Linked DNA regions of Mus musculus: all the other regions are linked to region 1. A link is a contact called in public ChIA-PET and HiChIP or PLAC-seq data. All regions are on one chromosome and are shown on one strand. The core of a region is the stretch at or near the end of the contact, and the rest is flanking DNA. Distances in the headings are between cores, read along the strand shown.

Region 1 (5,703 bases), core at 1,303-3,802:
TGGTGGCTCACAACCATCTGTAATGAGATCCGATGTCCTCTTCTGGTGTGTCTGAAGACAGCTACAGTATACTTACATGTAACAATTAAGAATATATATATATAATCCCAGTAGCCAGAAAGATATGAGATTTCTAGTCTGAAAACTGGAAGGCATCTTTATAGACACAACCCCAGACCAGCAACATCCTGTAACCAGAACTTAACCTGCAGAGGAAATGCCTCCAGTAACTGTCAATGGATTTGATGGAACTGACAATGGAGTGGTTCCTGGAAAGCAAGATCTCTCTCTCTCTCTCTCTCTCTCTCTCTCTCTCTCTCTCTCTCTCTCTTACACACACACACACACACACACCTCAGGGGGCGTGGCTATTTCCTCCTCCACAGGAGTAGTGTGCCACAGGAGGGTGGTGACAACATTCTCTATGGAGGGTAAATCACCTGGAAGAGCCAGCTATCTATTTTAGGGGAGCAGTCATCTCTTGTCATTAATTCCTCCTGCTTTGGAACCTTCTTAGCTTTATCTGGATTCTCAAAACTCAAGTTAGACAGCCTGAGTTCAAATCCTGGAATCCGCACAGTAGGAGAGAACTGACCCCTGCACCTTGTCCTCTGACCACTGCACCCACACCGCACACACCACAGTACATGCACACACACAGAAGTATTAAAAAATAAAATCAAATAAAAAGCACCACAGACAGGGATGCAACATTTAAATAAGCATTTTTTCATTTTCCCACAGGCATAAAGTATTCCCATGATGTGAGCCTTGGCCACACTCCTGGTGAGCCTCCCACTAATGTGCACCTCAGTGGGTTTAGGTTAATGGCCCTCCCTGTCTTGTCCTTTCTCGTTGCTTTCAGGTGGTTTGGATTAAGAGTCCCACCTCCTGTCCTGCCTGCTTCCAGGACTTACAGAAGGACCTTCAGTGGGGGTCAGGAGGAACCAAGAACTGGGGCTGCTGCTACCAGGAGAAGTTCCTTCGGCTCTTATGCCTGTGGAGGTCCCAGGCCAACTTCTGGAAGACATCTTTATCTTTACAGACACCCTTGGCCTTCTCATCAGAGCAGTATTGGGTTTGGCAGGAGAGCTCCTAGTCTTTTTTATTATTTTTGACTTTACAAATTCTTCCTGTCCATAGCAGCCATGCAGGTCCCACTTATCCGAACCCCTCTGTTAAAAATCTTCCATCAACTGAACTTTCCTTCAGAAGGCAGCGTCTTCCCTCTGCCACCACCTCCTCCCGTTCTTCTCCCCACTTGTTTGCTATTTAGATAGGAGTCTTCATCAGTTCTGTTTATACAGAATCTTTCTTTAAAGTAGGCTAACTAGTACAATAACTGCTAAGTATACATTACTTTTCAGGCATGTTTGTAAGCACTTAACAAAGATTAAGCCTTTAACGAATATTCTTTTGTTTGGGGGTGTTTTGTTTATATCGAGTGACAGTCTCTCTGTGTAGCCCAGGTTGGCCTAGAACTCACGGCAATTCTCTTGCCTCAGCCTCCCTAGTCCTGGGACATATCTGGTACTACTGTTCACTCCTCAAACGACCCTATTAGTAAGTACGCTGCTATGTTGCCAGGTGACTGGAGGGAAAGGTTCTACGAATTTCTCAATTCTTCGCCTCCTTTGACTCTTATGCCCGTGGCAAAGGGTCCTATCAGCCTCTTTCTAGTATCCACGGAACTATATCTCTCATCAAATTCTCTTGTACTCAGTTCCTAACACACAACTAAAACTCAGTAGTTTTTCTTGTGGTTAGTCCATGAAGAAAGTCCCTGAGTTAGTCACTGCAATATTGCCACAAAAGTCAACCCACTGCTCCCATACTAACGCTCACGTTGACGTTAGCTTCCGTTTGTACACATCTTAAATACACAAAAGCATTGCAAAGACAACAGTCACACAACAGAAAGAAATGCAGTACACGGCCAGTCGAGGACCCAAAAGCTCTTACCAAAACTATGTCGTAAAGACACTGTCATCCACTCCGGATTCACGAATCATCCTTCAAGTTTTGCTCCAAGACTACGTCGAGACGAAAGGTTTTGGTTTTTTAAGAAGAAGAAAGTGGCCAAAATGACTGCTTAAGAGAGAACCGAAGCAATCCCCGGTGAGTTCAGAAGAGACATCAGGAGTCCTGGAGTGAACCTAGCTTCCCTCAGGCTCGAGCAAGACCTGCGACTTCCCCCGGGAGAGACAGCTCGGCTTCCCAAGCTGCCCGGCTCTATGATCCTCGCTCTTCGGAAGCTGGCGCCGGCCCACGAAAAACAGGGAGTCCCCAAAGACCCTTCTCCGGAGCTCTCCGGGGATCAAAGGTAGACTTGAAAGTTCCGCTCGTCTAGGCGCTTTTCCACACACGCCACGCCCTCCAGTTTAAAATCATTTCCCGACTTGCCCTGCGGCCGACTCGGAAAGCCTCGCCTGTGGCCCTCCGATTTCACGTAACTGAAAGCAACTGAAGTCGTCATTTTAACTGAGGGCAAGGCTTGGAAGGCTTCAATCAATAGCCTCAAATTCCCAATCCCCTATTGCGCCGCGTTGTTCTTCCGTTTTCCAACCGGTGCGAAACTTTCCCGCATACTGCCGCCCACAATAAACATGGCGGAGGCGCCCTCGTCCTGATTGGCCGGAATCCTTGCGTAACTTTGGCGCTCGCCGGGCGTCAGAGGGACTGGCTTGTGGATGTGGTTTGTGTCTGGGTTTGAACCTCAGAGCTGTTTGGATTTGTTCGTCTTCACCTTTCAGGAAAATCCAGGATGGGCCGCCAGGTTTGGGAAAGTTGAAACACGAGGCTGCACCTCCTTATATTTCTGCTTATGCCCTGGTCACCTTCGAGATACGTGGGAATAAAGGGAGGACGCGCGCCTGGTGGCCGGCCTTCCGGCTGGGGCGCTCTGGCACTGGCGCTGCTGTTGAGGCATCTTCGGGGCTCAGCCTTGTTTAATTAAAGTGGGAACTGATGCACTGAAGGAAGCAAAGGCTTTCCCCCTACCCACTCACCTAAGGTCTCTGGAGACCTTGCAGGTCAATCTACTTTGTAGATACTAGAACGTTCAGCGGAGCAGGGTCTGGATGCATTTGCGTGGGAACTAGAATTTTAAGGGTTCCCAGGTATTCCGAAAACCGAGTTTTGAGCACCACCACACCTGCAGCGTGGGATTCGTGATTGTCTCTCCGGATCCCGGGACTTCAACATGTATCTTGGTTTTTGGTTAAGTCGTCTATGCAGGGGTTTATCCAGACCCATCGGGAAGACCATGCGGCCAATCTGGGGTTCTCTTTCCAGAAATCTGGCGTTGAGTTCACAAAGAATTCCAGGTGAAGGCAGCTACGAGCTTCCGCCTGTTTTTGACAGCTTGTTTCCCTGATTCTAACTGCATTTTAATACCAGGTCATTCATTCTCTTGATTAGTTATAATTAAGGTCCCCCCCTTGATTATAAAAAAAAAGTAGATAGCCTGTGTAGTGTATACTATTAGTAGAAAAACTAAAGTAATAATTTAAATAAAATCTTTTCTAATAGTTTATTGATTTACAAATGATTGTTATAAACTATACTTGTACTAAAGTTAAATACTAACTGCACTGTCAAGCAGGTAATTTCTAAAATTATATGTCACTTACCAAAATGGACAGCTACCATTTTATGTCCCTTCAAGTGCTAGTTTATGTACAAGGTTTAGATTTTTAAACAGAAGGCAAAATTTTCCTTTGGGGCAGTTATTTGCTTGGGCCTTGACACTTGTGCAGGTAAACACAATAGGGATATTGTATAATCTAGGCTATTTTATAAACTACATCAGACCTACAAGATGGCTCAGTGGCTTCAGGCACTTCCTGCCAAGCCTGAGTACCAGAGTTGACTCCCAAAACTCACACTGTGAATGGAAGAAGAGAACAGAATCCAACAAGTTGTCCTCTGACTTCCACAGGGGCACCGTGGCATGTGAGCCCACATACCTGTGGGTACGCACACATAAACACACACACACACATCTAATTTAAAATTTTTACAACTTCACCCATTGACCTGAAAGAGCTGATACATCATGAATGGAGAGTATTTTTAAAGAAAACTACAAACATTCTTACTGATGCCTTTTAAAGTGCTTTTTCCTTCTCTTCTTAAAGAATTCAGTAGCTTTGTTGCTCGGACCAACACATGTGGAGAGTTGCGTTCGTCCCACTTAGGCCAAGAAGTCACTCTGTGTGGATGGATTCAGTACCGCAGGTAAACTGAAGAAAATGGTTCAGGAATACATGGAGGTCGTTTTCCCAAATAGTTCCAACCTTTGCTAGTTTTTATCCAGGCAGAGAATAATATTTGCCACTTTTGTAATTTCTCGGAAGTCACTGCCTTTTCCGTTCTGTTTTGTTTTGAAAAAGTCTAATAGTGTTATTCCCAGTAAGTACTAATATCGGTTAAAGGGAATAACGATAAAACGTGACCCACCGGAGGACTGAAATAATCCTGAGCAGAGTTTACAAAACTCATAAGCAGTAAGTGGGAATAGACTAGGATTCTGTGAGGCAGCTATGAAGCTGCAGAAGCATAGGAAAACAAGTTTACTTCATTCAAAATGTAAGTAAAAAAAAGCTTAAAACTGGGAGCAGTCATCCATTAGGCTCAAAGCCCATTCATTGCTGTGTTTCTTATTGCTCCTCTCTTCTGTTCTGAAGCATACTAGCATATTAACTCTCTAAAGAAGTTCAAAATGTGGGTTGATGTTTGTCACATGAAAGACGCTACCTTGGCTCTTAGAGTGTTCAGCATGCTGGATGCAAACATTAATTGTCTTGACAAGAATCATGTTCTTAAACTGCTTGTATATAACCGTCGACATTGTGCTGAGTGACAGTGTAGACTCTTACAGCTTTGCCATAGTAACGTTCTTGGAGCATTTTTTTTAAACTGTATTCTTTCCCTTAATGTCTGCAGTATCATCCTTGTAGAGTCACAAAGGAATGCCTCTTTGCTTTCCAAAAGGCCTAGAGAACGCACATTGGTGGTCGCTTCTCTTTCCCTTGGTATTTATGTTTATTTTATGTCTATGGGTAGTTTACCTGTATGTATGTTTGGTTGTATGCATATCTGATGCCTATGGAGGCCTGAAAAGGGTGTCTAATTCCATGAAACTAGAGTTACCAACAGTTGTGAGCTGCCATCTGGGTGCTGGGAATTAAAGCTGGGACCTCTAGAAGAGCAAGAAGCACTCTAAGTCTCTGAGCCACCTTTCCAGCCCTGGTTTTCCCTTTATAAATAAACTATTTGAAATAAAGAAGAGGGCTGGAGAGATGGCTTAGCGGTTAAGAGCACTGACTACTCTTCTGAAGGTCCTGAGTTCAAATCCCAGCAACCACATGGTGGCTCACAACCATCTGTAACAAGATCTGACTCCCTCTTCTGGAGTGTCTGAAGACAGCTACAGTGTACTTACATATAATAAATAAATAAATCTTTTTAAAAAAAGAAGAGGGCTGGAGAGATGGCTCAACAGTTAAGAACACTGACTGCTGTTCCAAAGGTCCTGAGTTCAAATCCCAGCAACCACATGGTGACTCACAACCATCCATAATGAGATCTAATGCCCTCTTCTGATGTGTCTAAAGACAGCTACAGTGTATTTACATATAATAAATAAATCTTTTTAAAAATTGTATATTATCTCTTTCTATTTAGGGAGGAATATGCCCA
Region 2 (5,703 bases), core at 949-3,448, 840 kb before region 1:
TGGCCTCCTGCTAAGGCAAACGTTGAACAAACAGAACGTTATCAATCTCACTGACAGTCCTTTGAACAGTTCCTTGTGAATAGGGAAAAGAACTAGGTTTGAACCAGGTAGTGCTGTGACCTATCCAGCCACAAAAGGCAAAAGGGCTCCTCTAACTAACAAGCAGCCATAGCCGCAGCTCTCTGCGGTTATGCTTAGCTAAGCACAGTGACGGTGATCTCATTAAGAGATGTATGTGGTTACCAGTAGGTTGGGATCCTCCCTTCTCTACCTGAGCACCCATCACAGAGTGTTCCGGCGATGACCCAATGGGCAACTCTACCCCTGAGACGTTAGACAAAAAGAACACAAGGAATAAATTTGTACCCAGTTTATTCCATTAGCTCCACAGACTGTTAAAAATAAGAAAGATTGTTTGGTTGGCTGGTTGTCTTAATTGATTGTGGCATTTGGATTAAAGCATGAGTTGAGACTCCTAGCAAGTGTCAAAATTTGCCTTATGGGCATCAGTGAATTTCAGTGTGGGGGAGGGGAAGGGAAGAACTGAGTCACTAATAAGGAATGACTTACAAGTTTCTGGGTGTGGGTATATTAAGATTCAAACTCTCTCTGTCTCTCTCTGTCTCTCTGTCTCTGTCTCTCTCTCTCTTTAAAGGATTTATTTATTATTATATCTAAGTACACTGCAGCTATTTTCAGACACACCAGAAGAGGGCATCAGATCTCATTATGGATGGTTGTGAGCTACCACGTAGTTGCTGGGATTTGAACTCAGGACCTTCGGAAGAATAGTCAGTGCTCTTAACAGCTGAGCCATCTCTTCAGCCCAAGATTCAAACTCTTATATTAATGGGCTTTTTATTACTACAGCAGATGCCTGAAATAATCAGTGTGGAAAGTTATCTCGGTGGTCCTGTAGTTTATTGGTCTCTGGTGAAGCACTATAGCATGGGGTAGAACACACACCAGAGCAAAACTACTCATCTCATTGCCAGGAAGCAAAAGTGTTGTAGAAGGGTCTGGAGTCCTTTATCCTGCCCAGGGATACATCCCTCTGTGACCTCAAGGCCTCTCATTAGACCCCATTTTTCAATGTCTCACAATCACTACCACTCTGGAGACCAGGCCTTTTAACAAACAGGCCTCTGTGAGGCATTTACAATTGAAGCTACAGTACTCTCCCCAGACACTTGCTGGTGTCAGCAGTTTTTTTCATGGGTCACCCTTTACTTATTTTCTAGAACATTCACCCTCTTCTCATCCCTGTGGGACACTAACTGGAATAATAGTATCCTAAAGCTTCTCCTGGGGCAGAAAGGACAAAGGAGACTTGATTCTACAGCCTAGGAGGGATGGGGGTGGGGGACCAGAACAAGGTCAAAGCAGGAACACGGTGCATCCGTCTTGTTGTTTATTTTTAACCAACTTGCTCTAACCTTAAAAGGAAACTTAGTCTGTAAGAAGAGCACTGTTATGCTGTGGTGGCCCTGAGCACATACCAAGACCTCTACAGAGATTTTAACTCTACTGCTGCTCTCAGGATTCCCTTGCATGTGCATGCTCAGGCTTGCAAGCAGTTCCCAGCCACTGATGAGCCATGTAGAGACTATTAAGGCAGATGCATTCCAAGTAAGGTGAAGTACTTGCCCCATAAGAGTCTGGCTTGAGAGCAGCCTGTCAGTTAGACTGGGGCTTTACCATAACTGTGTTCCTTCCAGTTCAAAGATCTTTCTCACTTCTTTCTCTTTCTCTTCTTCTGCCCCTTCTCGGTTGTTAAGCCTGCAGTCATAGTCTGCATGCTCTCTCTACCTTCTTCTGTATCCCATCCCACTGGCTTTGACTCTCATAAATCTCCCTAAACACACTAACCCTAAGATCTATTTCTCAGAGCCCTCAATTAACATATTCAATGACAATATATGGCTGTTATCAACAATTATCTACTCATTATATTTTCTATACAAGACACTACACCAGGGATGTGTGCGGAGTAGAGAAAGAATACTGAGAGATACAGATCATGGTTTCTACCACCACAAAACCTTTCACCAACTAGGTAATGTGAGTCCCATAGATACTTCAATGAACAATAGAAAGTACAGTTGTCATGTAATTACTCATTTACATGACTGCTCGTATTTCAGCAAGAGTGTTTTCCAAACCGTAAGTCAAGACACAGTACTTGACTGTGAAGTGACGGCAGTGAGTCACATGCTGCATCATTGAAAATGAAAGAGAAGATACCAGAAGAAAGCATACCACATGTAATATTACAGTATGAAATGTCTATGTGCATATGTTTAAAAATTGACACAATTATATTTTAAAGTGTGCTTGTATGTCTCCATCAAAAAGTTAGGAATTGAATTAAGAATTAGCCCATGTCCTCCTTAAAAGCATGGGTGGTAATCTTTCCAACAGCTGTCTCCCGGCAGTGTTTGAGTAGATGTAGGTCTTCAACAGTTGTTTGTGGATGATGTTCGCTGAGTAGGAAAGAGGAAAGTCACCTATCTCTTTAAGAATAGGAAAAGTGGAGGAAGAGAAAGAGGAAGACTGTGCCAGGGCTTTAACATAATCACATAATCAAAGGTCAGGATACTCCGGTCTTAAAGTGAACTAGAGGTTCCATGAATTGGTGGGTATCTCGATTACCTGTTCGTACAGAGAGAAATTAAGGAAGGAGATGTTGGCCAGAAATTAATGTCAAAATAACCAGCAAGATTCTCCAAGCATGAGTTTTCTATGATAAGCTTATCAAGTAATAATGTCAAAATCATATACTTGCACAGTGCGTGTGTGTTGGGGGTGTTATTTATTTTAAGGGTCTCGACTGGTATTTCTTTGTAAAGATTTTTTAAATTTTTATGTTTTATGTGTGTAAGTATTTTGCCTTTATATATGTAAGTGTGCCACATGTATGCAATGCCTTTGGAACTCAGAAGAGGGTACTGGATTCCTCTATAACTGCAGTTATGGAGCGTTGTGAGCTACCATATGGGTGCTGGTCATTGAACTTGGGTTCAAGGACAAGAGCAGCAAGTACTCTGAGCTCCTAAGTCATCTCTCCTGGCCCTCAATTCATATTTTTGTTATATATTTTTCATCTCAGGCATTTTGTGAGACAAGAAGAGAGAGGCAGCAGTATATTCACCTAATCAAAGGCAGTGACATTTTTTGATTCTACTTCCCTGTAATGAGCCAAGTTGGGCACTTGGTCTGAAATGAACTCACTCTATTTAGGTTTCTTCTAAAGTCAATTTTTCTTGTAAACATGTACAGAGGGCCCCCATTCTTATTGTTTAACTCTTTTAAAAACACTTTTAAATTATATTTTATTTATTTAGTTATTCTATGTAGGAGTGGCTCAAATGCCACTGTTCATGTGTGGCAGTCAGAAGACAACCTGTGGGAGTCACTTCTCTTCCAACACGTGGGGCACCAGAGACCGAGTTCATCTCACTGAGGTTGATGGCAGATGCTTAAGGACATTGAGCCATCCTGTTGACCTCTAAGTATTTATCTCTTGCAGGCAATTAAGTATGATAGATTTAGTCATGTTATTATCTCATCCCTTGGGAAAATGGACTGGTTTTATGTTCTTTTTTAGTGTCTAGAGTGTTTCTCATGATGCCTAAAATTAAATCAAGTTTTTTTTTTTTAAAGATTTGTTTAACAACAAAGACAGAACCAAATGATACCTACATATTAAAATAGATTTCCATTCCAATACAGATTCATTACCTACTGAAGTCTTCTGACTTTGAGTTACACTAATCTAAGACACTGATTATAAAATCTGGCAAAGGTACTTGGGCAAGATGGCTCAGTGATTATAGTTGCTTGCTCTGCAAGCTTGACAACCTGTGTTTAACCATTAGAACCCAGGTAAAGGTGGAAGGAGGGTCAGCTTTGTGAATTTGCCCTGCATCCTCTCACACATACACACACACACACACACACACACACACACACACACACACACAGAGAGAGAGAGAGAGAGAGAGAGAGAGAGAGAGAGAGAGAGAGAGAGAGTTTGTTGTTCATTCGTTTGAATCTGATAAAGGTAAATGAAAGTCTCACAAGATACTTTAGCTCCTAGCTCTTGCCTTTAGTTCATAGTCTGTTTGGACAGATGGGACCTCCTACCTCTGTACTTGGTCTAAGGGCAGACTCAATACTCTGTCCTGGTTTCCCAAGTGCAGATCCCTTGAAGAGCTGCTAATATGGTCATAATCCACCCTTGGCAAAGCTAATATTCCTCTAGTTGACTGGTTGAAGCCCTCTTTTGTGTCCAGGTCATTCAACAAACTTTGTGTCCAGGTCATTAAATCAACAAACTATGTGATGTCATGACTGGCTATGGTATCCCTAACCACCTCTGAACAAAACTGTCCATGTTTAATACCACATATCATCATAATATATCACAAAAAAGCATAGTCTCTAAACCTGAGTTTCTCATTGTTAAAAGAAAAAATATGTTCAATTAGTATCTACAAATTTTGAGTCCATGAGACCATAAAACACAGCAGTAAGGTCAATACTTCTCTTTCCAGCTATAGCTAGGTCAAGACTATCAAAAAGAGACCCTAGCCATATGAATATAACCTACAGTATAATGGCTACTAATGTATATATGACTACTTAAGTCTAATGTCTTTCTTCCTTCAGCTTCTACTAAACATAAAAACCTCTTTCTATCTCATGGGATCCTCTCTGGAGTTGAATGAGCTATAGCCTTGTCTGCTAGTAGATGCTAGGTAACATTTCTGAGGGGAAATGCTGAAATAGCCTTTCTGAGTATCAGAATCTTGTTCTCCCTATATCTACAGCAGTATGATAAGGAATGGAAAACTGATGGAGATGGTCCCTAAGGGCTATGAACTACTTGGTTCCTTAGACAGGGAGGACATGGTAAAACTACAGCTATACAGGCTTTGTATCCACTGCAAAGATAATGGCACAGCCTCTCCCTCTCTTGTTCTCCAAACTCTTCCCTATATTCATCCCAAGATCCAGACATTCCGATGTCTTTGTCATACCTCAATGTCAGCATGCTCGTTATTTCTTTTGTACACACTGGGTTTTTTTGTTTGTTTGTTTGTTTATTTTTTATCTTTCTGGACTGTCTTTGCCATCCTGCTCTCAACCCTTCTGGTCTCAGCTGGGTATCAATCTCCTATCTTGTTTAAGTCTTCTTCCTCTTAATCACATACTAAATCATGTGAGTGCAACCTCCATCCTCTAAGAAGTTAGATCTGACTTTAAGTCTGTGATTCTTGGTGGCATGTCATAGAACTTTTCTTTCCTCCAAATCATGCTGTGTGTGCACCTCAAAGACAGGGAATAACACCTTTTATCTCTATATCTCAGAGTTCAGCACTGTGCCTGGAGTGTATTGGTTAGTAGGTACACAACATTGTGCTTGGGGTAAGAAGTAAATAAGTGGAGCTGGAGAGGTGGCTCAGGGGTTAAGAGCGATGGTTTCTCTTGTAGCTGCTCTGAGTTCCATTGCCAGCATCCACATAGGATCTATAATCATCTATAACTCCAGTTCCAGGGGATCCTGGTAGGCAGAGACAGGCAGATCTCTGAATTCAAGGATAGCCTGGACTACAGAGGGAGTTCCAGGACAGCCAGCACTATACAGAGAAACCCTGTCTCAAAAACATAAAAAATAAAATAAATGGGTATTTTGCCTGC
Region 3 (5,703 bases), core at 892-3,391, 660 kb before region 1:
AAAGTTCTACAGCAGGAACTAAGCCCATTGGGAGCACCTGTCTCGTTCCCTTGGCATGTAATCACACAGGCTCCGCTCTGCACAATGGATACATAGCTCTCTTAACAGCAATGCTGTAGTTACTTTATCCAAAGTGGTGATTTTATCATTGTTATCAGTAAAGGAAGAAGTAAACCACCAATGAGTTTGCTGTGTTTTCCCACATGGAGCCTTTATAACAAATATATCAAAAGGTAATTTCAGAGGTGAGACAGACTGTAGTGGCCATGTATCCAAACAAGATTATTTTATTTGATGATGTTCAAGTCCCTCCAAATAGTTTCTAATAACTGGAAGCCTCAGTAAATGTAATTATGTGCACCACACTTTCTCCACTCACGTTTGTCTTTGCATACAATAAAATTCCCTCCGTGTATATGCTGTTCTGAATATTGGCAAATGCGTAGTTATAGAATTACACCACAATCAAGTTACAGAATTGCCCTAATACCACCCCAAATCCTTGTTTTGTTCATTTATGGTCGACTTCTTCCATCCTACTCAACACTGCTGTGCTGCTCTGTAAGTCTGCTACTAAAAAAACTTTTAGTTAGTTTTGTTAGTTGAGTAAATGAACAATTGAATAAAAATAATAATAAATGAAAAATTAAAATACAGGAAAGAAGTAAAACTAGGCAAGAGTGGGTAGGTTTAGAATGACCTCTAGGCGTACTTCTAATTTCTGTCAGTAGATGGCAGTAGAAGCCAATGCCCATCTAGAAACCCTCCAAAAATAAAAGCCGCATTTTGGGATAACCTATTATAGGCAAGACACTTTATTAAGGGTCTATCGAGGTGGGAGAAGGAGGGTGATTAAAATCTAAAGATAAATAGAGGAAACCTTTGAGTAGGGATGTACTGTGTGTTTCAAATGTGCTAAAGGACCAGTTTTTACATATCTAAACTCTGTAGCAAGCAATGGGGCTTGAGAGAGGCAGAAGATGGAAGAGCAGGTAAGGGCCATCCTACAAGGTAGGATGATGATAAAGCATCAGTTAACTGAGTCTTTCTACAATACTTACATGGATCAAAACACTACATTTCATCCCACAAATGATATGCACAATTATACACTTAGCTAATTATAATACTCACTCACTTGGGAGATTATATTAAAATATGTCCTAATGTAAGTACAAAGTAATCGGTTATGTCTTTAAAATTTTTTTAAAATTAAATTTGCTTATCTATCTTTTTATATGTGTGTGTGTTGTCCCCTGGTGTGCATTTGAAACTTGGAGAAGTCAGTTCTATCTTCCTACCATGAGGGTTTGAGGAATCAGATAGGTTATCTGGCTTGGCGCCAAGTGCCTTTACCCACAGAGCCAAGAGCCACCTCACTGGCCCCCATGTTTCTTTGACACTGTACTCTTGCTCTTTTCTTCCTAGATAGAGTCTTGAGATGAAGCGTAAGCTTGCTCACAATCCTTTGGGCTCAGCCTCCTGAGGGTTGGGATTATAGTTGTCTACCACCAACCTGCCCTGGATTCACTTCTCAAAACCAACTCTAGACAGAATTACAGGGACAGAATGTGACTTCTGCTGCTCCGACCTCAGTGAGTTTGCTGTAGTTCTTCTAGAGGTCCAGACCTTTTCTTTTCTGATTTCCTCTGCGGTCTCTCTAGAGGTGCATGGGGAAGAGTTGGGCTCTCCTCTATCACCCGTCCTCCATCTGTAGTAACTACCTGGGCTAAGCAGACACAGGAGAGAGAAAAGAGGTGAGGGTTATCCTATAATCTTGCCACCAGGCTTCCTCTGGGGGTTCAGGGTGCTTATAGAGTGGTCTGGGATCTTCCATTTTGTCTTCCCCGTGTGCCAGCCTGAGGATGGCAGAAATTCAGGCTGCGGAAACTCTAGTTCTCAACCTGTGGGTCACGACCCCTTGGGGGGGGGTCACGGATACCCTACATATCAGGCATTTACATTACAATTCACAACAGTAGCAAAATTACATTTATGAAATAGCGACGAAATACACTCATGGCTGGGAGGTGGTCACCATAGTGTGAAGAACTGTGTAAAAGGGTCTCAGCATTAGGAAGATTGAGAACCACTGCTTGGTTGTAAGCCATCACCAGGTGGCAGCAGAAAACCGTGAAATCACAAGATTCGGATTTTGCCCCCTGAGTCGTGGACCGGAAGGGTTGAGGGAAGAGGGGTGGATAGTCAAGAGGAATCCGTTATCCTTCTTGTTAATGTCAATGATTCCTGCTACCTCACCAATGAAAGTGTCAGCCTGGGTTTGTTCTCCACACAACCATAGAATAAAATTATTAAAGCATCCTATTGGAATCCTGAAAGAACCCGATCCAGAGCAAAGTCCCACTCTTAATCTCGGCATACCAGCTAGCACAAACTAACTGAGTAACAGACATTTAGACCTGGGATGGATATTTGGGGAAGAAAATGACAAGAAAGAGGGAAGAGTCAATAAAACCAAAGCTGTGCTGCTTCCCGAAGGAGCCTTGGGCCATTGTCTCCTGTTTTCAGTAACAGAAGCCGGAGGCCCAGTCTACACTGGCTGCGGAAATCTGTTCTTGGCTCCCAGTCTCTTAGCAAAGCCCGTGAGTCCTCTGGAGGGCGAAGTGTGGAGAAGTCTGGATGAGGTTTTTTTTCGGCCCACTGACTCTTTTCCTTCCTGAGCAGCTGAAGAATTCTGATGTGGTTTTGTGGTTTTACAGTAAGCGTCCCGGCTCTTGTGGACACAGTGTGCTTTCAGTTTCTGAAAGTGAGTCAGATCGACTTTCCTCTTAGGAGTAAGAGTGACCCTTGCTCAAAAGGGCACTATGACTAGAAAGACGAAGCAGCTGAGGCCACCGGTGCCGGAGTGCTTGCGTTAGAGCAGTCGCTGGTTTCTGGGTCTTATGGGTAATTTTTTTTTTTTTTTTAAGGTGAACTGTTGAGATCTTTTTGCCCATCGTGAGTGACACTGTTGATGCGGTCTAGAAAAGGACTCAGAGTTTCATTTGATCAGCTAGTCATGACAAGGGCGTTTCCAAGTGGGTTAGTTGTTGTCATTATGCTTTTAAGTCTCTTGCCTATTAGAAAGCTCATGATACTGAGCCATTTGACCAGAACGGGTGACATCTTCGAGGCCCATTGAGTGTGAAGAGCCAGCCAGTAAACAGAAGGTTTCTTGGGGTCTAGCTTTCTTTCATGGTTCCCCTTCCAGTGATTTTTTTTTTTCATGAAAATACGTAGGTGGCACCTCCTCTGGCAGCTGCTATGCTTTCCTCAAGCATGTAAATGACACGTTGTGACGTATGTCGTCACCTTCATAGCCTCGATGAGCACTGTCAGTTCACTGTGGCATTTCTTCTTGTTGAGATTCTTCTCATTCTACGTTTCGGCCAGCGACTCCCACGGGTGACACAGGGATGCTGGGCACTCAAGAGGAAACCTATTTGCATGTCTGTTCTAGAATTTCAATTTAACATCGCTCCTTGGAGTCTGAGTCATGGCAGGACCACCTCGGGCAGACTGTGGTTCTTTCTTTAAGAGTTAAACCCACCTGATGCTGAGAAGGAGCAAGAGATCATACTCTCCATCAATCCAGCCCTGACGAATCTTTGCTGCCTATGCCTTGCAGAGTCTATGTTGGAAGGCAAGAGAGAAAGAGACAAAGAGCAGCCAGGTTGGGGGGTGGGGGAGAGGAGACAGTAATTAACCACTCAGCTATTCAAGACTTCTGCATTTTGTAAGGGTATAAAACTTGCTCCTACCTCACAAAGGAGAATTTCCCACTACTTTCAGGTACTTGGCCTGTCACTGGCAGTCCTTAGGAACTACACAGTAGCATATGCTGGAGCACACTAGGTTTAGCAGAGGGACATACGAAACCGCTGTGCCGTGCGAGATCCGGCAGGTGGTAGCTCCGTAAACCTCTTTCTATAAGGTGTCAAACTCACATTGTATAAGCACCCGGTGCGTGTTGTTTTAGGTGGGAGTCTTGGTGGGAGTCTTGATTACCAGGTGTGGCATGAAGTCTAGATTACAGGTATGGACTTGCTGGGGAGAGTCTAGAGTCACTGTGAGAAGTGACCAAATGGCTAGAAAATTCTAGAAAAATCTACTCACTGAAACTATGTCAAGCTGACGAGGAGCTGTTGGTAATGGGATGAAGCTCAAAAACCTTTCCTCAGAACAGTGCCTCATAGAGAGCAAAGTGCAGGGTTACAAAGGAGCCAGTTATATTGAAATACGGTTTTCAAAATATTCATGATTACACACACACACACACACACACACCCCATTAGCAATAACTGGTGGGTTGAATGTTGTGACTTCCGTGATGATGAGCATAAGTGGATCTTGATGAATATTATTTGCATTGCATTACTTGCAAGGATTACAAAAATATGGATGAGGGCTGGAGAGATAGCTCAGAGGTTAAGAAAACCTGAATTTGAGTCCTAGAAGACCACGTATAAATAAAGTCTTGGTTGTCGTAGCTCATGCTTGTAACTCCAGCTCTGGGGAGGTAGAGATAGGCAGACATCCGTGACTTGCTAGCTAGCCAGCTTAGCTTACATGGCAAGCTCCAAGCCAGGTTGAGTCTCAAAAATATGACCATACCCTGAGATCTGAGGTTGTCTTCTGGCTTTCAATGCATGTATGTGTGCACATGCATGCACACAAGAATGAATACGCTGTTTCTAACTCAGAAAAGTAAGCCCCAAGCTTACTGTATCACAACTCTGTTTATTCATACACATGTTTTTTTTCAGTGTTCAGGTACAGAAAACCAATGCTAAAGAGACCTGTGGAGTTCAAACTACTGAACATTTGACCATGTTATCTGTCTAGGCACATCAAGAGCCATAGCCCTCTTAAGCAGAAAAGGAAAGTCCCAAAAGCTGAAACGACTTGGTTGAAGTCACATATTTCAGGTGGACAAAAAACTAGGGCTCTGGACTTCTGAAGTTTTCTTCAAGTGTCTGTTTCAAGATCAGGTGTGAGTCTGTTTACACAGAAAAGTAACATTTAGATCTGCCTTCTATAGTCTCCCTTTTCAATTAAAATTATCAGTATTTCTAAAGCCAGCAGTCTGTCTACTGTTAATTAGATTTATTTTTCTGTGATTGAGCATGAGAGGTCAGTCTTGCCTGGGCCAGCTGCTTCTGAGACTGGTCCCTTAGCCATTCCGCAAAAGTGGGCACAGATTTCTGTTTGCCTCAGGCGACAGTGTAAGTCACCTTAGCCAGACTGCCTTGCTTCAAGCCATCCCCATGGAGTTTTGCTAAGTATTTATTGAGTAGGTGAGACTTTCAGGGTTTAAACTTTTGTTTATTCTCAGGATAGGTATGTATAACTTTGGCCAATTAGGGCTTTAAGTTGGTCAGCCTGACCTATCTCTTGAGAAGGATAATTGATAATTCTCAAATATAATGGTCTGAGTTTTAAAAAGTTAATTATTCTTTCACAATTTCAGATAAATATATGCACACACACACACACACACACACACACACACACACACTACTTTAATCCTGTTTTCTCCTTTCCATTATCTTCTTTGTCCCCCTTCCCTTTCCCATGTAACCTTCCTTTAACCAGTAAGTCCCTTCTATCTTCATTTTCTACCTCTTTTTCTTGTTTTTTTTGTTTGTTTGTTTGCTTGTTGTGTGTGTGTGTGTGTGTGTGTGTGTGTGTTTTCCACTACAT
Region 4 (5,703 bases), core at 1,823-4,322, 640 kb before region 1:
CTTAAAGAAGGAAACAAACTTTATATCTTAATACTCAGCTCCTTCTCACATTGCAAGGTTGTGGACCAGATGTTTTTTTGCTGGTTTGTTGCTACTCTGGATGCAATTGTCAATGAACAAAATAGGTCCGATCAGTCTAACTTGACTAAATTCTTAGGACCTGTATCATTTGCAGAAGTGCCCTTTAAATAGCCAGTTACACTTAGTTCAGAGAAATGTCCATCTCAAGATGCTCTAAACCTCTCCCAAATCCATTGCCCTCAGCCTATCATGGAGCACCAATCCTTCTGAAAAATGAAGTGAAGATGCTTGCATGTGGCTTACTAGTAACAAGCATGAAAGCATGCTGGTTTCTGAAATTAATAATGGAAAAGTCATGTGGATTCTGATGGGAAATCTCGTTTCTCCCTCGTTCACATGAAAGGGAAGCCCCATCTCTCCTTCCATCCTTTCTGGGAAGCACCCAAGGGACATTTTCTTGTTTCTTCCCACTTCACATATACTTCCTACTAAGGGAGGGATAGTTAATCTATGCTTAAGAGTCTGTTATTCTCTGGGATGGGTCCTGTTCTCAGAAGGTAAGGTAGACATTAAAAGCAGAAATGAGGGGTTGAAATTCAGTGGAAGGGTGCTTGTCTAGTATTTAAGAGGGTAATGGTTTGATCCATGACACCACAAAGAATCAAAGAAATATGACCAGACCTCAGGGTTTTTCCTCCTGTGCTGACTGTGAACTAGACAAGAAGTGTATACTCTCCTCTTTTTTTCTTTTTTTTTTTGTACAATGGCTGCTGATAGCTAAAGTGACTGATTTATAGAGGTCCCAGCTCTCCTTGTCTTCCTTTTGGTGAAATATGGGGCAGCCAACTGGGCAGGAATTCTTGTCATCTTGGCAGACTTAATGCCCCTGCTCTTGACTTAGGAAAACCAGGCTGGCTTCACCTCAGTAAGTCTATAGTATGGTTGAGCTTCCATTAGTCTAGAGAGACCTCAGTTAGTAAGATGGGCTACTCTGGATTTACTGAGAGTTTCAGCCTTGAGGAGAATTGGGGCCAGAGATTAGGCCCATCCTGTGGGGATTATGTGCAGTCCTATAGTTTCAGAGGATCAGGATTTTAAAAAAGGCATGCTATACAGTGTAGGATCCACACCAGGATAAATGGTTTGGCTTTTCTATTAGCTAGACTACTGATCTTCATAGCATTAAAGTAATCCCCTGTGTGACAGAAATGGAAAAAATTCCAAATAGGAAAAACTGGCCAAAGACTATGTACTGTTAATTCATCAAAGAAGCAGGTGAAGAAAGTTACTATCACTCTTTTAATGCTATCCTTAGGTGATGTGATCCAATTCTTTGGTCTTAAGTGCCATCTCCAGATGAGGACACTCAACTTTTTATCTCTGGTTCTAATGTTTCTTTAGGGCACTGAATTTACATATGCATCTCTTACTGACATCTCTCCTGTATGGGATAGTAGTTTTTAAAAAGACAATTCTATGTTTACAAAAGAACAAATGATGCTCTGACATCTCCCAGACCTGCTTCTTCTTCCCAGTACTATTCACGGAGTGTTTAAAACACTTAACTAAAGGATATCTGTGACTCATCCCGCCCTGCCCTTACACAGGACACAGGCTACTGAGCCCTGCACCTGTATTTCTTCTTTTTCCTTTTTTAGCAACTTGCCTAGATTTTGTCACTTCTCCTCTGACCCAATTCATCTTGTTATATTTAACAGAGACCACAATTGGAACCATGTGATTGCCCAATGACCATTTCAGTGGTTCGCTGCTTCATCTGTGGCATGAATTCCAAAGCAGAGGCTTTTTTGTGTCCAGGTGACTGCTTGGTGGCAACAAATATTGCTATAGTGAAGTAGCACGGAAGAGCCAGGTCTCTGTCGGTGTCTCCTGGGTAGGGTTCATGGAGTCTACTAAAGCCCTGTAACTCACAGAGCAGCCCTTTACATCCCAGAATTATTTGATAAAAAGTGTTAATCAGTGTTAAAAGTGAGGTAGAAGCACTGACAGAAAGACCAACTCTCTGGCTTTACCCAGGAAACCTTGGGAATACCCACTCTCAACTTCTTTTTCTGTCTCCTTTTTCTCCCCACATTCTTCCTCCTTGTGAAGAGTATGTTCTAGAACATGGTGGGCTGCTCCCTGTCCTGCTTATCACTTGTTCGTGCCTCATCTTTTTTCTTATCATTTTTTACCTTCTTTAATTTTCTTTTCTTTAAAACATTAAAAAAGAAAAAAAGATTTTTTTAAAAATTTACTTTCCGGGGATGACACAACAAAATACTACAGACAGGCTAAATAACAGAAATTAAATTTCCCATACTTTGGGAGTTGAAAGCTGAATATTAATGTGTTGGCAGGCTTGGGTTGTCTCTGATGTCTCTCCTTGAAGTGTGGACAGCTAACTTTTCCCTATCTTCTTAATGTCTTCCCTCTGTAGTTGAGTCTATATTTTCTTTTCTTATAAAGATACCAGCAATACTGGATTAGGGTCCATTCTAGAGGCATTTTGTCTTGTCTTTTTAAAAACCCTATCTCCAAACACAGTTATGTTATGTGCTGAGGGTTATGATTTCAACATATATGGAAGAACACAATTCAGCGTTGAGTGTTCTCATCATTAAATGTAAGTGTCATGGGCATGAGGCTTTGTCTATTTAATTCAATGCTGTATCCAAAGCACTTAGATTGATACCAGGTGTATAGCTAATAATACATATGCAATAAATCAGTCCAATTGGATAGTAACAATGTCTATAGGATTTGATGGCCAAAGAGTTTTATGGATGGTTTGATGGTTCCCTTTGGTAGGAGAAGCCCCTAAAGTGGACTCTTTTTCCTTTTGTTGTCATGAAGCTAATGAAACTAAAGCTGAACAGTGAGTATCAACAGTGCACAAAGTATCAACAGTGCCAAAGGATAGAGAAGAGGGAAAGCATTGGCAAAGCAGGGTGTTGGCTCCAAGTTGTTACGGACTCTCAGGAACAGCGAGAGAATAACAAGGGAGTGGCCAGCGTGAATAGGGGCAGAACTTGGCAGACCTTTTCTTGAAGTATGTTGAGATCTTCCAGGAACTCAAGTGTTACCACCCCTTTTATGGTCTGCTGTTTCCTGTCTTGAGTGGTTTTTCTTTTCTTTTTTTTTCTTTCTTGGAGAAGAAGAGAAACCAGATGAGAAGATGAGACCTAGTCAATTTGACCATATTATGGCTCCAAAAAATTCAAATTATTAAGTTACCAACATGTCTAAATTAAAAAAAAAAAAACCTGTGTAATAATCTGGTCTCTAAAGGTTTAGAGAGTCAAGGAGACACAAAGTATGAAAGTAGAGATGCTAAAAAATTTAATCTCATTTCAGTTGCCCATTGAACATCTTCATGCTAAATCAAGAATCAGTGTTGTCAATATAATGTGTCTTTGAATCCTTTAAAATAACTTAGGTAACATATTATCATAAGCTATACATCAGATAATTCTCTCTCTCTCTCTCTCTCTCTCTCTCTCTCTCTCTCTCTCTCTCACACACACACACACACACACACACACACACACGTTTTTAAGTAGTCTCACTATATGGCATTGGCTGGCTTAAAATTTACTATGTAGACTACGCTGGCCTCAAACTTGTGGTATTTCTGCCTTTGAACCTATATTTTCTTAGAATATCCCCAGTAGTGGAAGATAGCCACGCAACACTTTATTTTTGGTTCTTCTGCTTAGGTTTTTAAAACAGGGAAGCTCTTGACTCTTAGGAGAAAGCAGCCTACACCCAAAGTGACACCAAAGTCACATTGCCTTTCAGGAGAAGTCTATCGAGGAAACAGTCCACTTGTGGCTGAACCATGTGTGGTTATAGAATCTTCAATAACCAAAGGCCACTCAGACCAAAAGTTTAATGCAGGATTCTGAATTTACAAGCAAAATATTTGATATGGTCTCATCCACTGGGGATGAAGGAGGTTGCCCAGGAAAGATATGCCATGCTTTTAATACTTTAGAATGCCACATGAGGAAGGGAGTGACAGCAAAGGGGATTAACTGGAAGTAGGCAGACCCACTGGATTGGCCATGGCAGTTTAGGATTAAGAGTAGGCAGAAAGGGAAATAACTGCGTGAGAGACACAGAGAAAGGAAAGTCTCTGTGTGAAGAATGAAGTGGCTGGGTGGAATGTAAATTTGGGGATGTTCTAAGGGACATGTGCCTAGGTGGTGACCGAGGTGAGCGGAGGTCCTGTGGCACAGACACAGACTCAGGAGGGTCCAAAAGCGGGAGGCACAGAGCCATGGCAGTGAGGTGGACTGAAGAGAATCAACAAGAGGCAAGTGGGGATTCCCAAAAGCGTGAGGCATGGTGACGGCACAGTCAAGGAGACAGATGGCCCCATCTGCCCTTGGAGAGATGGCTATGTGTGGAGGTTCTGGATTCTTCTAAGACTCTTTCTCAGCCTGGATGGTTTCATTTCAGGGTAATGCCAATTGCTGAGGGTACAGAACTCAAACCTCCGTATGACTGCATTGCACTGGCTCTGCAGTCAAAGTCACTGAGAGTCAATCTTGTAATAGAACAGTTACTTGAGGTCCTTGTTATAAAGGGTCTTGATTCCTTGCATCATAAACAGAGCAATTATAAAACAAAAAACAAACACAAAACCAAAAACAAACAAAAAACCCAGATCACCAGCTAGCCTCAAATCCCTCTAGCTGTGTTCTCCTTGAGGATTTTTATAAACCTAGATGGAGGTAAGGACTATACTCAGCTTGTTTCTAGGTGTCCCATGGAGTGAATGGAGACAAGAAACTGAAAACAGAGAATGGGAGTTTCTGGGGCATCATGTGTTGAGCTAAATGATTGAGCAGGGAGCCAATGAGCACAAGAAAGGAGGGAAAGGACAGAAATGTACATCACTTCTGAGTCACTAAACTGAGAACCCAAAATGAGAGGATTAGCAGGTCATGTGTATGGAAAATAAAGACTGGTCAGACTCAGACTAGGTCAAAAATGAACACTAGTTGTTAGGGACAAAATAAGTGAGAGTCTGGTAATACAGCTTCTAGCTGCTTGGGAGCCACAGTTTTGCTTTCTTCTGTGCAGAAGCCTTGCGATTCACAAAGGCAAAATGAGAGCAACAAAGAACAGAAGAAAACACCCAAACCACGCAATATGTGCTGTTTTGAATAATTAAGACTAGGCAACCTTCAAATGGTGAGATGACCCTGAGTAACCTTAGTCTACGAAACTCTGTTTTTTCTTCTATAAACATGAAACAGCCAGGTCAAATGATCTCTGGCATGTAACAGTTCTGAGTCTAGAAAGCCTTTGTTCTTTTCTAATTCAAGTCCTAGCTATTCTCTCCTAATTCTCAAACTTCTTTTTAGAGCCCCAGATTCTACTAAATAGCTCTTCTATTTAAGTCAGGCTAGCCCTATGTGTTTTGCTTCCTCTCTAACACTCTGAATTGAAGTCTCTGCAGCTCTTTGGGGGAGGAATTGTGCATGTATCTTTCTGGAAATCACAAGTGACCTAGTTTCTCTAGAATGAAACGTGACCACATTGTTTATAGTTTGTTTGTTTGTTACCAGGCAATGGAGGGGAAGACTCCTAGGATGCTGTCAGATGTCCTTTGTACCTTTAGTATAGCTGCAGAGGGAAGAGTGTAAACACTGATCTGGAGAGCAGAGGAGG

Evidence for each region. ChIA-PET counts read pairs in DNA pulled down with a chosen protein or histone mark. HiChIP or PLAC-seq counts read pairs in DNA pulled down with a chosen protein or histone mark.
Region 2: a contact with region 1 is called in an RNA polymerase II ChIA-PET map of memory CD8 T cells, with 7 read pairs. The contact joins the enhancer-like site here to the promoter of Cenpl in region 1. A contact is called at or near these places in 2 of 115 datasets of contacts at active chromatin or transcription factors (effector CD8 T cells and memory CD8 T cells) and 1 of 9 other capture datasets (liver).
Region 3: a contact with region 1 is called in an H3K4me3 HiChIP or PLAC-seq map of the SCID.adh cell line, with 5 times the contacts expected there. The contact joins the enhancer-like site here to the promoter of Cenpl in region 1. A contact is called at or near these places in 6 of 39 promoter capture datasets (the 3T3-L1 cell line, cranial neural crest, frontonasal cranial neural crest and 3 more), 1 of 15 datasets of contacts at CTCF or cohesin (pro-B cells), 7 of 484 Hi-C or Micro-C datasets (Th1 cells, cerebral cortex, embryonic fibroblasts and 4 more), 9 of 115 datasets of contacts at active chromatin or transcription factors (the SCID.adh cell line, craniofacial prominence, effector CD8 T cells and 6 more) and 3 of 9 other capture datasets (adipose tissue, embryonic stem cells and macrophages).
Region 4: an RNA polymerase II ChIA-PET map of memory CD8 T cells shows a contact between it and region 1, with 10 read pairs. The contact joins the enhancer-like site here to the promoter of Cenpl in region 1. A contact is called at or near these places in 2 of 39 promoter capture datasets (cranial neural crest and second pharyngeal arch cranial neural crest), 6 of 115 datasets of contacts at active chromatin or transcription factors (astrocytes, effector CD8 T cells, embryonic limb bud and 3 more) and 1 of 9 other capture datasets (adipose tissue).

Annotation. Positions count from the first base shown.
Region 1 is chr1:161,067,616-161,073,318 of GRCm38.p6, reverse strand. It overlaps Cenpl (centromere protein L), which reads right to left and starts at 2,552. Exons shown (of 5, transcript NM_001159930.2): 1 at 1,963-2,552. It overlaps Dars2 (aspartyl-tRNA synthetase 2 (mitochondrial)), which reads left to right and starts at 2,659. Exons shown (of 17, transcript NM_172644.4): 1 at 2,659-3,326; 2 at 4,140-4,239. The coding sequence starts at 3,203.
Region 2 is chr1:161,903,761-161,909,463 of GRCm38.p6, reverse strand. All of the region lies in intron 2 of Gm31925 (a long non-coding RNA gene), which reads right to left. Among named protein-coding and RNA genes, the nearest start is that of Gm31925, 10 kb to the right of the region's middle. Within about 2 kb of position 2,198, at least 46 of the 459 cell types and tissues checked have an H3K27ac peak or open chromatin away from gene starts, as enhancers often do. A contact at or near this core is called in effector CD8 T cells and memory CD8 T cells, where this site is marked.
Region 3 is chr1:161,732,084-161,737,786 of GRCm38.p6, reverse strand. No RefSeq gene overlaps it. Among named protein-coding and RNA genes, the nearest start is that of Gm31869, 33 kb to the left of the region's middle. Within about 2 kb of position 2,141, at least 158 of the 459 cell types and tissues checked have an H3K27ac peak or open chromatin away from gene starts, as enhancers often do. A contact at or near this core is called in the SCID.adh cell line, Th1 cells, adipose tissue and 5 more, where this site is marked.
Region 4 is chr1:161,704,615-161,710,317 of GRCm38.p6, reverse strand. No RefSeq gene overlaps it. Among named protein-coding and RNA genes, the nearest start is that of Gm31869, 60 kb to the left of the region's middle. Within about 2 kb of position 3,072, at least 16 of the 459 cell types and tissues checked have an H3K27ac peak or open chromatin away from gene starts, as enhancers often do. A contact at or near this core is called in effector CD8 T cells and memory CD8 T cells, where this site is marked.